2 separate regions of the Xenopus tropicalis genome follow, and region 2 is linked to region 1. A link is a contact called in public Hi-C data. All regions are on one chromosome and are shown on one strand. The core of a region is the stretch at or near the end of the contact, and the rest is flanking DNA. Distances in the headings are between cores, read along the strand shown.

Region 1 (7,248 bases), core at 1,642-4,141:
GAATTCTCTTTTTTATTGCTCTTGGCTTTTTTAAAATTTGGTTTCAGAATGTTCTACTGTTAAACTAGGAGCCAGGTTAGTTCTAGCCATGCCTTGTACTATGTACACATTGAGCAAAATCATTTACTATAAATGCCAACACTGCCCCGAAAAATTTAATTTCTGTTAGTTTCTACATGCAAATAGGGGTTACAGTAAGTGCCACCTACAGTAGCTGTGCTGTCCCAGTACCAGCTTTCATTCATTTCATATATGCAACACTTGTTTAGCACTGGTATACTATGGGGCCGATTTACTAATCCACGAACGGATCGAAAGCGTCCGAATGCGTTTTTTTCGTAATGATCGGTATTTTGTGATTTTTTTTGTCGCCGTCGCGACTTATTCGTAGCCGTTGCGAAAAAATCAGAAAGGTTTGCCCGCCGTTTACTAGCGCTCAATACGAAAAAGTCGCGTCAATTCACGAAAAAGTTGCGACAGCGCCGAAAAAATCGCAAAAAATACGAAAAAGTCGCAAAATCTTCGTTTCCAATTAGATTTTTTCCCATTCGGGATTCGGATTTGTGGATTAGTAAATCAGCCCCTATGTATGTCTGTTAAATATTTAAGGGGGATCTATCATTATATCAAAAATACATTGGGTACATTGCATTATTTTTCACTTTATGATTCTGTTTCCAAAAATGAGTAGTTTTTGCATTAAATATTATTTATTTTTATATACGCAAGCACGGAAAATATTATAATCTGTGCATCATAACTACATTGGGCATGCATATCAGAGCCAGCATAGATATTGGTATAGCTATTTTGCTATACAGATTTATATTTGCTATACATTCTGGGTCATTAGAGATCATTAGATCTAGTAGTGCATGATTTCTGGTTGGCTGCTCAAAAACCTGTGACCTAAAACGTCATGTAGGACGTTTAGAAACTTGTTTTCATTAACTCTAGTGGCAGTACTGTAGCTCCACTCAATATCTGGGTAATTAAAAGCCCCCATTTTTAGGCTTGCCCCAAATTAGCAGCCTTTTCTATTTGAGTCTTGTATTTGTCACTTACATAAGGGGGTCAGTGCCATGCTACAACTTGCCTGTTGCCTGTGAAAAGTTTGACCCATAAGACTTTAGCCAGTGAGGAAGTAAGAAGACATCATCTTCTATATTACAGTCCTCTATTATAGTATTTTATATGGTATCTACATGTATATTAAATAGTTATTATTTATTTTATTAAATAAATAAATAATTGCTGATGTCTTTATGGAGCAAGTAATTACCCTACAGCCACAAGGCTGTGTACTGTGTGGTGATTGTTTTGTTATCAATGAACACAACACGACTATAGCAAAAATCATATTATTGCTATGCAATCATTATGAGATTATTGTTATGAATTCTACTTGGTATCTAAATATTTAGAAGAATCAGCAGCTTTGATGCTAGTAGATTATGTATCCTCTAGATGGCGCTAGTATTCATTCAATTCCGTGTAGCTAGCGTAAACAATTATAAAACACCATTTTTTAACGTACAATCCCAAAATAAAGGTCATGTGAAATACTGTTAATTATTAAAACAAATACTCCTAGCAAACAAGAAAATTTGGAACATATTTTTAGATTTATCATCGAAGAGCATTAGACTCTGTAACAGGAGTTACATTGTAATGCTTGCCCAGGGTATCTATGCTTCTTTAAACCAGACATACTTATTACAGCTCCTGGCCGAAGTACTAGATGTGCTAAAAAACCTGAAGGTGCAGTTCTATTACTAAATGTGTGTATTTATGTAAAAAAAGCACAGGTTCAGCTATGGGGTTTAAAGGGGCAGCAATAACTTTTTTGTAACATGAGAACATTTTTTTAAAAAAATCTTAACAAAATGCTTTTTTTAATATAAAACTAAAATAGAGAGTTAATTAGGATTACTTACACCTATGTAATTAGCTGTTAGCTTAACTAGAGATAATGAGATCCGTATAAACAACCCCCCCCCCCCTTTTTATTCATTCCTTTGCAACTGTTTTGACTTACAGATAAGCAGAAGCCTGTTCTTTGCAGGCTCAGTGATGTAAAAAATACACTAATCTTTTGTAAAGAATGGCCTGCTGGGTACCATGTAATAGCCCAGTGAGCCTGTGCAATTCAGTGTTGGTTTGAAGGGGAATGTATCATTGTGCAACAGGACAGTTCCACTGGGTAATGCCAGGAAAGCTTGTGTGATTCATTTCATTCTGCACAGAAAAAAATGTAGTAGCTACAGTTATTTTTAAAGAAGAAAGTAATGTATATTTTACATTAAAACAAATAAATAATTTAATAACAGTTATATTTACAAATCACTTTAATACAACTGCAGCTCTGTAATTAAAATAACTGGAAAGTTGCTTAGAATTTCAGTTTTATAATGTCTTTGAATAGGCAACATTGGGTTTACAGCCCCTTTACTATTACTATTATTCATATTACTTGGTTCCCAGTTTAGTGTTTAACTGACCACATCCCTAATAATCACATAAACAGTAGTTCAGAACCTCACCTGAAATTCTGGGGTACTCAGTTACTGCCCAAGCACATCCCTATTAACCCTGTCACAACACCAACCTACCCTATGACTATCTGCTCGACATTCCTATTAACACCTACTTTGTTGACAGTAGCTGTCCTAAAGCTGTCCCCAACAACATAATGTGCCCACATTTACTGACATGTCCCACATTACCATTTACCAGCAAAGAATTACTTCATACTGTTTAAAGCTTGTCCCTAGCAGTAAAATCTGTTATATGGGATTTCCTTGTGAATCATTTCATTTCATTTGTGTTCACAGCATTAACTTGCCTTGCCATTGCTTCAATGCATTCAAAAACATAAGCAGGGGCGGGAGGGCAGTCTCAAAATATAATCACTCCTCTAATTAGGGAAAGTCCACACCGTGGTTAAACACAACATGCAGTGTGACACAGGGGCTGCAGATGGTGTGTGAGTGCTATGCTGCTTGCTGGGGAATAACCTGCTCTCCAGAGAAGAATCAGAATGCTGAACATGCCCATATTGTGAGGCTTATTCACAGAGTGGGGCTGCAAGGCTGAGCTCTTGTTCCTAGAACCGCTCTGAACCCATCTGGACCCAATGCATAGACAAGCAACAGGCAGTCTCCCTGTCCAAGGATTGGATGTTTGTCAGAACCACAGTACCATTACAGATCTGTATGCAGCTACAGAAGTACTACCTGCTGCACTCAGCTGCTTGTCTGTTTTCTGAGCAGAATTATTCCCAGAATGTTCCATAACCTGCCCTGAACTGCACTTCTCATCCAGAGAGGCACCACAGTGTCATACATCTGCAGGCTCACCTCCCCGCAACATTACAGTAAGTGAATATGAGAGACAGATGATTTAAATGGTACTGTGATAGTCGGAACTTACTCCGATCATTTGCAATGACAGCTTTCATTAAAGGAACAGTAATACCAAAAGAATTAAAGTGTCAACGTACTGTTGCCCTGCACTGGTACGAGTTGTGTGTTTGCTACAGTAACTCTACTATAGGTTATATAAATAAGCTTCTGTGTAGTCATGGGGGCAGTCATTCAAGCTGGAAAAAAATGAGAAAAAGTACAGGTTACATAGCATAGGTCTATGTAACCTGTACATACATATGCTCTGTGAAATACAATGGTGTTTTACAGATGTTATCCATTATCTGCTATGTAATCTGTACCATTTAGCCCTATTTCATTTTTAATAGCAATCACCAAGGCTACACAGCAGCAACGTTGTTTATATAACTATAGTAGGATTGCTGAAGCAAAGACACAACTTTTACAAGTGCAGGGCAACAGTACATTATATTCTTAGTACTTTGAGACATTTTCATTTTTGGTAAAACTGTTCCTTTAATGTCCAAGGCTAGCCATTTCTCTTTCATTTTTACATTTTGTATAGTATTTACAGTCACTATGCCTGAAAAATTGAACGAATCTCTCCCGAAATCTTCCCAATCTACCAAATAACTTTTTCTCTGCATTTTCCTACTTTGATTACAGTACAGGTATGGGATCCTTTACCTGGAGATCTGGTATCCAGAAAGCTCTGGATTATGAGAAGGCCATTTCACATAGAGTTAATTTTATTTAAATAATTCTGTTTTTTATTATTCCCTTTCTCTTTGTAATACCACTACCTTGTAACTAAGATGTATACATTCAAGGCAATTCTATTAAGTTTATTTAATGTTTAAATATATTTTTTTACTAAAGATCCAAATAACAAACCATAAGGTCCCAAGCATTCTGGAAAATAGATTTATATAACACTATATATTCTTCATCTATCTAACATTGTACTACCTACTGCAAGCAACTTAACCATGCTCTTTGTCACTAGGGCATTATTATTTATATAATGGAAACATATTTAATAGTGTTTAGGGGAAGAAATTAACAAACTAGCATGGACTTAGTTTGGTGGATTATTTATAAAAGCAACACTTTCCCTTTACCTTTGGGAAAGGGGAAAACAGCATGAACTTATAATGGTTAGGCTGATAGTAAAGATGGCAGTAAGAGTGTATATATAGAGAATGAGGAACGTCCATTAACAAATATTGATAATAAATTCTGCACCACTACCTTGAACAAACTACCTTTCACCTTTCTCTTCCCCTTTTCAGTAATAATAATAATTTACTTTTACTTCCTTAGGTAGAGCCAATATTACTGCACATTTCAGACTGCCTGGCGTTTACTTAATACAAGATGGAAACTGCCTTGTGGAGCCTCTTGCTGGGGTTGCTGGTGCTAAGGACCATGGGGGCTAATGAACACTATGACATTTGCCAAAAAAAGACAGGAGACTGCTGCAATCTTTGTAATCCTGGTAAGATTGTTTGAACAAAGCAATAAATCTGCACCCATGCTGTGGGCTACATTAGACTGATCCAGTTGTTTAGTACTAACAACCACAGCTCTGATGTGGAGCATTCTATCCTATAAATAAATGTATCACCCTATAAATAAATGTATCACCCCCCAGTGCTAGTATTACTGTTAATGATTGGTCTCTATAGAGAGTGCAGGATATGTACTAGTTCTGGCATGTGCAGATACCACCCATACCCAGGCAATGCATCAGAGGACTTTATCCAAATGATACTGAGGTTAATAGTAAATTCGCCTTCAATTATAACTTCACTGTTTGGATGTTGTTTTTTAATATGTTCATTTATTAAGATACACTAAGAACAAGTTGGACAGTAGCCTCCCTGTATCAGGTGCACTACACCATCCAGGGCCACCAGTTCCATCTTGCTTTCTCAATGGGGGGAGTCACTCGTAGCACCTTGATTCCTCAGGCTGAATCTACTCACTGGTGCCTCTGGGATCTACTTGCTTGGTAGTAACAATAATCTCAAATTGTGTTTTTGCAGGATACTTGCTTAACATGATGAATGGATGCGGCAAATGTACTCCTTGTCCGAAAGGAAGCTTTATGGAAACATCCAATGACAACTCCAGCTGTAAGAGATGCAAAACATGTGAAAGTAAGTCCCTTACATAATTTTGATGTGTGCCTGTTAAAACAACACATGTATAGGATCTATTATGCAGAAACCTAATATCCTAAATGCTCTGAAATATAGGAATGCTGTTTACATTTTTTACATTTTTAGACTGATTCCTTTTCCCCCCTGTAATAATAAAACAGTACCTTAGGCTAGATAGTAACTAAGCTGCTTGAATCCCTATTGGTGGTAAAATGATCCATTTGGGCTTTTCTTCTTTACATTTTTAGTTTAGGTAGCCTTAATAAATGGCTATCCAAATATATAGAAAGACACAGCTAATAGATTATTTACCTTTATATCATATTTTGCATTGCTATGGTCCTCTACTGCAGGGTCATCTGTAACACAGGGCACTGACACTATGGGACCCAACCATCAGAGTTATCCTAGTAAAGTTACAATATGTGAAATAATGTCTATAAAGAATAATTGCCTATTATTTTTAATACCCCCCCAATCATGTATCAGTTGCTGCTCTCAGGTTTCTGAAGGCGGTAGGAGGCATCTGGAAACCTTGGGCATCTATTCTTTGCATAGGGTCCTTTAGTCAGCTATGCAGGTGCAAAGAGTATTCCTTGAACAAAAAAAATTATGTTACACACACTTTAAATCTGCAGCTTCATGTTTTGTACTGTTATGCTGGGTTAGCATTTCAGTGCTTCCCTCTGAGAACCGAGAGTCAGGAAGAGTCACTTCCTCACAGCTTTACCTAAGCTAGTGACATGCAGCCATAGACACACGTGATGGCATGGAACTCCCTGGCTCTATGTGTGTGGCTTAACCACCGTTACGCTCTGCACAGACGGCAGGAGTTCCCTTTCCTCCCACAGACAGGATACACCTCACTGTCATGCACTGTGTATCTCTGGTTGCCTACATCAGCTATGGATTGTATCATGATATAACAAGGACTGGAATTATTGTCTGGAAACCTATTATCCAGAATGCTTAAAATATGGGAATGCTTTGAAAGGAAACTATGTTTTCTTTTGACCAATTTCCCTTTTCCTAATAATAAAACAGTAACTGGTACTTGATGGCAACTAAACTGCATGAATAGAAGTTGGTGGCAAAACAATCCTATTGTGTTTATTTAATGTTAAAATGTTTTTGTAGCCTTATGGAAAGCCCAAAAGCAAAGCATTCCTGATAATACATACAATAGCTATAGTTAATACCTGCAGCAGGGAGGCTATGGGCATCAATTAGGCTGTTACTCTACTACATTATTTGTCTCACAGCAGAGTTAGACTGCCCTAACAGAGTATCAGAGGATCTTGCAGTCAGCCCCAGCCCTAGTGCCCCCCCAGCCAAGGACCATTCTTATCAGCCCTGAGTGGGCCCTCAATATTAAGTGGTGGGACCAAGAAGCCAATCCAACACTGTCAGCCAGTGCAAATACTGAGCAGCCTCTTCTGTTGGTTCCCCAGATGGAACTTCAGAAATTTAGGGCACCAAACATTTGTAGTTAGAAACTAAAAGTAGAACATTCAGAATCACCAGGGACCTTGCAGATCATTGCTTCTGAAAGAATACATTTGCATAGATTTAACCACTCAGTAGGACTGACATGCACCCTTAGTAACAGGCTCTAATAGTGATATGCAGAGCACAAATAGATAAAGAGCACCTCACATGTATTGTAAGCTCTCAAACCTAAATAGGCAGCACCCAAG
Region 2 (7,248 bases), core at 2,105-4,604, 140 kb after region 1:
CGCGGAAATTCGCCACGAATCCATGCCTGACGAAACATTTCGCCCATCACTATTTACCACTGCTCTCAGTATGCACCACACTTTTGATAATGATATTCTCCATATTGAGTCTGTCAGGGGTAACATAGGGCAGCTACAGTATATTAATGCAATTACAGATGCCACCAAGTCCCAAAATTTGCCAGTATGGTTTTATCAAATACGGAAACGTTATTGCGGAATTGCAGTACTTCAAGTTTCAGATCAAGTCATCCAACATCAACTAAACCCAGTAACAAGTTTGAATAGTTTCAGCAGTGTGTAATGCACATTGGCCTCCAAGGGAAGTTCTTTCATCTGCACCTTTAGGACAGTTCTAGGCATTGTCCTCTCACACTGCCATCAAAGCACTCAGAGCTTCATTCATTCATAGCTAATTCAACCCATCCCTACCCTTCAGCCTCCATGTTAAAGATTTTAATAATATGTATCACTGGTGCCCTATTAATTTTTAAAAATATTATACTAGTCATATAACGGGGCAATCTCAGCCAGGCTGATTTACTTCCATAGACTATTCATTAACCATTTAATATTTACACCCTGTTTCTATTAGGAAAACCCTAATACTAGCCTAGGGGGTAAAAAAAGAACCAGCCTCAGAGAGGCCAAAAAGTGCAAAAGCTGAAGACACTGCTTTTATCTAGACCAATACTCCAGCCCATTAGTGATGAGCGAATCTGTTCCGTTTCGCTTCGCCGAAAAATTCGCGAATCTTTGAAAAGATCCGCGAAACGGCGAAAAATTCGCGAAACGGCGAAAATGTAGTGCGCGGCTATTATTTTCTCGCGCAGCTATTGTTTCATCTCCCGCGGCTATTGTTTTGTCGCGCGGCTATTGTTTTGTCGCGCGCGGCTCTTGTTTCGTCGCCCGCGGCTCTTGTTTCGTCGCACGGCTCTTGTTTCATCGCCCGCGGCTATTGTTTTGTCGCGCGGCTATTATTTCGTCGCGCGTGGCTCTTGTTTCGTCGCCCGCGGCTCTTGTTTCGTCGCGCGGCTCTTGTTTCGTCGCCCGCGGCTATTGTTTTGTCGCACGCGGCTATTGTTTCGTCGCGCGCGGCTATTGTTTCGTCGCCCGCGGCTCTTGTTTCGTCGCGCGGCTCTTGTTTCGTCGCCCGCGACTATTCTTTTTTGACGCCGGCGACAATTTTTGGACGTGCGGCGAATTTTTCCGCGCCGAAATTTTTCATCCGTTTCGCGAAACAATCCGCCAATGGCGAAACGCGGAAATTTGCCGCGAATCCATGCCTGGCGAAACTTTTCGCCCATCACTACAGCCCATGTTTAGTTTTGCCTGTGCAATTTCTCCACCATAACATAATTAACTCTTGTCTGGCCCTAAAAAGCCTTTCTATTTTTTTAACTAGTCAAGTGTTATATTCATACTCCATGTGGAGTTGTTTTTAATGAAAATGCAAAAATTGTACAGTGATAGGTGGTTACAGCAGAGTAAGGGTGACAGGCACACTGGGTTCTTTGTTACCCACTGGTAATTACTGGTACTGTTTCCCACTGGTATCCACTGCCTTTCACAATAAATGTTCTTGGGGTGTTAGTACCCACTGCCTTTCACTATAAATGTTATTGTTTTGTTAGTACCGAATGCCTTGCACTGTATGTGCTTTCTGTATAATATTGTCTTTCACTGGATACTTTGGAGCAGCTAGCAGTTAGGCAGGTTTTCAGTGCTGAACTTGTGGATGTGTGTCTTATGTGTGTTAATATGTCACTGCATATAGTGTGCTTGGGGCGTAATACCTGCCTGCCTGTACCTTTATCTTTCACTGTATATAATATGCTTAGGGGGGTCAGTACCTACAGCCTTTCATTTAACATAAGGTGCTAGGGGTGCTGTGTAGCAATTCATTATATTACAGCTTTGTTTATTTGCTACCAAAATATTGGTTATGGCATGGGCATTTTTATTTCATTAGTGGAACATATATTTACTGGTGGATTGTGACTTTTCCAGAACTGAGCACTTTACCTGTTTGAGGTTATTACTTAATCTAATTTCTTGTGTAGGTGTGGGGGTCCCACCACTGAGATCTTTTCCCTGAGTGCAGTGATACCTTAATGCCACCCTTGTAATGAATGTTAGTTTGGGTGCTGTGTCCACTGCCCAAGATAAATTATAAAAAGTACATTATTCCAATTAATTTGGACACATTGCAGCTGGTATGTCAGGGGGAACAGGAAAAATAGACCACACAGTATCTTTGCCCCACAGACTGTGCAGCCCCTAAAGTGCATGTCTTCTGTTTACTGGTAGGTGCTGCCCAACGTTCAGTGCTGAATAGCCCCTCCTGCCATCCATAGGCACACACAAGCACACACACATATTCACATACTAACACACACAAATGCCCCCCCCCCACAATACAAACTACCCTTTATTTTGCTTTCTGCTAAAACTTTTGTCTATTTGTTTTCTGCAAGGATCGTGAACTCAATAAAACAGTGGTCATTTTTATTCACAACACAGTGAGCAAAATGCAAATTTCCAATGCAATCACTATGTATTTTGCAATTTATCCCAAAATTCCAGCATTGTTGAGGTTGCTAGGAGAAGTTGTGCCTGATGCAATTGCATTTATATGTCAAAAGTAACTTGTGGAGCACATCGACACAACGTAGATGATATTAAAATGTCATTTTCTAGTAGATATTATTTTTGGCATTTAGTGTGAGAGTGATGTGTGAGCAGGACTGGACTGGGATTCAAAATAGGCCCTGGCATTTCAAGTATACAGAGGCCCAAGCAGGTCCCCCACTAGCCCAATAAAAAGTGACTGTCTATGGCATCTTACAGCAGCCCCTCTGGCATTTGCCAGATCCACAGATTGCCAGTCTGGGTCTGAGTGTGGGTCTGGTCGTTTTGACGCATCTTTGTTGCTCCTATTGACTCATGCTACTGTAGGAACCCTGGAGCTAGCACCTGGATCAGATGTAACAGTAGTTCCAGGGTTCCTCTGTGGCAATAGGTGCAAAAGTGCTTGATTTGGAACAGGAAAGAAGAGGAAGGCGCAGCATAACATACAGGGTAACACCTGCTGGTGTAGGGAGTGAAATGAGTAGTGAGTGAGTGATTGCTGGCTGCTATTATTGATCACTGTTTGTGTCAGTCATTCTACGCCAGGAGGGAGTGTCCCGCAGTAAAAACCTAGCAGGCTCAGGACAATGCTTAGTTCCTGCAGGCAAACAGTCAGTCTCCAGGCAACAGAAATCTCCAGGCTTTGCCCTGCCATTCAGAGAAAGTAATGTGCAGAATGGGAATGAAAGGAGAGAAGCACGTGGGAGTTACTATGCATGTACTTCATAATTACCACTCTGTGTTGTTGCTCCCTTTCACTTGTACACAGGGCTGCCGGAGAGATAGCACCATACCCTCAGTAGCAGGGCACTATGCCTGGGATACACTCACTGGAGGCACAGTAAGGTAAGCTGATTGGGTCAATGAAGTGATTGCAAAGCAATGGCAGAATTAATGCAAAAGTGCTTTTCATTTCAAGGAACTCAATTTAGTTGATCCATCTACCAGCAACAAATAGATCAGGTTTTTTTTTTCTTATATATATCAGGGACACAAGGACTGTATTAATTAGCCTGTAAGCAGATGTACACTACCCAAATCATAGCAAAAATTGTATCTGATAAAATAAAGACATGTTGATTTACACTTTTATTTAATCTTAAACTTCGCAGATATTTAGTTTGTTCAGATTTGTTGTTTATTTTTAAAAATAAAAATAAAATAAGTGCATTAAAAGCTTAATATTATTACCATTATGTATTCAACCAGTTTATTTCATTTTTTATTTTGGCCTATATATGTGTTCTAGACAGGGACCAATTCATATGATTGTATTTGCTGTATAAAATGACATTAACGTTGCTGCCATTCAACTGTCCATTCAACCGTCCCAAAAATATATATATAGTATCTGTGCAGCAAATACATGTTCCCCCCACCTCCCCAGTGCATTAAATATATTATACTGACCAATTATGCCTATCAAAGTTGTTAATCAGTTCTTGCAATAACAATATTTCAGGATATTCTATAATACTGAGTGGTTCCACAGTGGTATGGTGATAGGCTGGAGTTCTGGTACATGTTACTGCAGTGTTTCAGCCTAGTGAATTCTATGAATGTACCAATGGTTGGGTGTATTATCACTGACAAATTCATAGATAGAACTGTAATCACTTGCAGTATAGGCATTATAAAGGAAATGACACACAAGTTCACCTGATTGTGTTAAATTTGAGTTTGAGATGCATCTATTAGTATTCAGGTAATTTTATATATATATATATATTACAATTGGTTCACTCTCAAATGTTTTAAAATTAAAGTCTCTTTACCTCAAGCTCAGAAGCAATACTGAATTCTGTCTGCACTTTAGTTAATGTGTTGTGCAATTCAGGGCAAAATACTCACCACTCAGGGAGAACAAGGTGTTGTGCCAAGAAACATTACAAAGATTAGATTCTGTGCTGATTAAGGTATTTATCTCCTTAGCAAATGGGTACACATAGCTAAAGACAGGGATCCTGGGTGCATACAGAGGGTTGGCATGAATGTTTCATTATTTAAAAGTAATAATTCTGAGATCTCGCTAGAATTGTTGTACATTAAAGTCAATAGGGATGATGGCACAAACCAAGACCAGGGGGATGGTTAAAACTACAACAGGCAGGATTTTCAGTGGAGGATTTTCTTGCATTAAGGAGACCTATGGTCAATATTTTAAAGGAGACATAAACCCATATTTAACCAAAAGGTCCCTGCACAGACTCTTCTTCCAAACACAGGACAGCCCAGAGTAGCCCTGCTCCCCTGTACTTGAACTGAAAATGCTGCACAGTTGGGTTGGCAGTGCCCATGCCTAGCAGCTTCACTTCCTGTCCCTGGTTCCCTGGCACTGATCTCTAAACAGAAGTATGCCATCTGGAAGCCAAAGGACACATCAGCTTCAGAGATCCAGGGACAGGAAGTAAAGCAGTTAGACATGGTGGCTGCCAACCCTGCCTTTTCAGGTCAGGTATGGGGGAGTCAATTAGTGATTTGAAGGATTCCTGTTTGCTAAACATGCTGTCTCTGCACAAACTTGCCAGTGTTACAGTAATATGATCTCAATATGTCCTAATTAGGCTCAGAATGGAATTCAAAATAGGCCCTGGAACTTGAAGTAAACAAAGGCCAAAACCGCCCCCCCACCAGCCCAATAAATAGTGACTGTCTATGGCATCTTACATCAGCCTCTACAGATTTTGCCATTGTGGGACTAGGTCTTATGGATAATCAGAGCTCTGTCAGGTGTTACTACAGCCTCTCAACCTTTTCTATCCTTTGCTTGTTTTTATTTATATACAAAAATTGGATTTCTCTGCTCCTTCCCAGTGCAAGTGGGGTTCAGTCTGTGACCATACGACTGTTACTAAACTACACCTCACTCTTGGATTTAATCTGTAAGAAAATGAGCCTGAGTTTTATTTGTGGCATTCAATTTAGTAATTTCTGCCTTTCTGCCTCTGTTACTATTAATAATTGGTTAGGAAGATATAGTGAGTGTGTGAGACACTGGCTGTTCCCTAGTTCATAATGTTCTTTAAACTGGGCAGTTCATGTTTATGAAATTTTATTTATGACCCACATCAATTTTAAATAACTTTAAATAACTGCCAAAGTATCTGTGTGGATTGGACAGCTATAGGTAAAAAAAACCCCTCTTCAGTTTATAATTTGGGACTTAATTTATGATGTAACCCACAGGAGTATTCCAAGACTTCTGGAATTAGAAAGGCTTGAATCACATGAAAAAAAAACAAGAGAAACTATTCCTTTAGGAATCAATCGTTTGTGGTGGTACAGCTGCCAGCAAGCTTTATCTATTTTAACACTAAATTAGGTTGGAAATGTGGTCTACCAACATTTGGATTACTTCTCCTTTATGTTACCATGGCAGCACTGCAGTGATATGACTTATATTATATCCTGAGAGTGAAGCTGCTAGTGTTCTGTGGACCCTACCTATTTACCCTATTTAACTAGTAAAGTGTACTTGTTACTAACTTATGTTGCTTTCGGTATTTGTTACAGATTAGCTGCTCAATGTTACATATATCCTGCTGATAACATCAAAGTTTCTCAGTGACTTTTATCTGATGACGGCAATGTATGTTACACAAATCTGTAGCAGCTTTTCATTACAATTATTACTATTATGCTTATTTATACAGCACCAGCATATTACTCAGTGATTACAAGGGTACATTATAACTGTCAAACAGATACAATAGATAATGTGGGCCTTGCCCACGTGGGCAATCTTCAATTTATCACTGGAATGTAACTTTTCCGACACATCAAGAGAAATGGGTAATAACAAGATTCTGCCCAGTTACCTAGTTGCTTGTACAAGCTTTTCCCCCTTTAGTGCTTTGTATTTGGCTATTTAAGTGGAAAACATAATTAATAGTTAACTGAATTATATATGAACCAAAATGCAGACACATGCCATTTCCAAGTCAAGAGATGTGGTAATGGCAGATTCTGTTAATGCCTTTAAGAGGGGCCTGGATGAGTTCTTGAACAATCAGAATATCCAAGGCTATTGTGATACTAATATCTACAGTTAGTATTAGTGGTTGTATGTATAGTTTATGTATGTGAGTGTATAGATTGGTAAGTATAGGTTGTGTGTGCTGGGTTTACTTGGATGGGTTGAACTTGATGGACTCTGGTCTTTTTTCAACCCTATGTAACTATGTAACTATGTATGTATGTTTACAGACAGCCTACACTGGAGTGTTGCACTTTATATTCAGATAATGCATTGGCCTTGAATAATGTTTCCTAATGGGGGAAGGGAGCTCACGCATTTGAACCTTCCCTTTAACCAATGGGCAGTGGGGTAGGGGTGCCAAACTAGAGGGATTATTTGAAATATCCACTAGAATAAGGTCTAGAGATATTCATATTCTGTTCTACACCCCTACTTTATAACCCCATCATTTGCATTAAGGGTTTCCTATAGGGGAGGAGTGCAGAAATATACATGAGTACTAAAGCATTAATGCAGCAAAAATATACGTGAGTGCTTCAGTCAGCACAGCTCTTCATAGTGGGGATAGTCCTACTGGCCCACAGTACTTTTTAAAGAAAGGGTATGCAAAATTATTGGAACTTTGCCCTCCCCAACTG

Evidence for each region. Hi-C and Micro-C count contacts between places; a contact is called where the count stands out from the background.
Region 2: a contact with region 1 is called in a Hi-C map of neurula embryo, with 4 times the contacts expected there. The contact joins the promoter of ccdc27 here to the promoter of tnfrsf9 in region 1. A contact is called at or near these places in 3 of 5 Hi-C or Micro-C datasets (brain, gastrula embryo and neurula embryo).

The regions. Positions count from the first base shown.
Region 1 is chr7:96,582,410-96,589,657 of UCB_Xtro_10.0, forward strand. It overlaps tnfrsf9 (tumor necrosis factor receptor superfamily member 9), which reads left to right and starts at 2,892. Exons shown (of 9, transcript XM_031906603.1): 1 at 2,892-3,376; 2 at 4,710-4,884; 3 at 5,435-5,548. The coding sequence starts at 4,764.
Region 2 is chr7:96,716,953-96,724,200 of UCB_Xtro_10.0, forward strand. ccdc27 (coiled-coil domain-containing protein 27) reads left to right here and starts at 3,355. Exons shown (of 13, transcript XM_031906379.1): 1 at 3,355-3,477.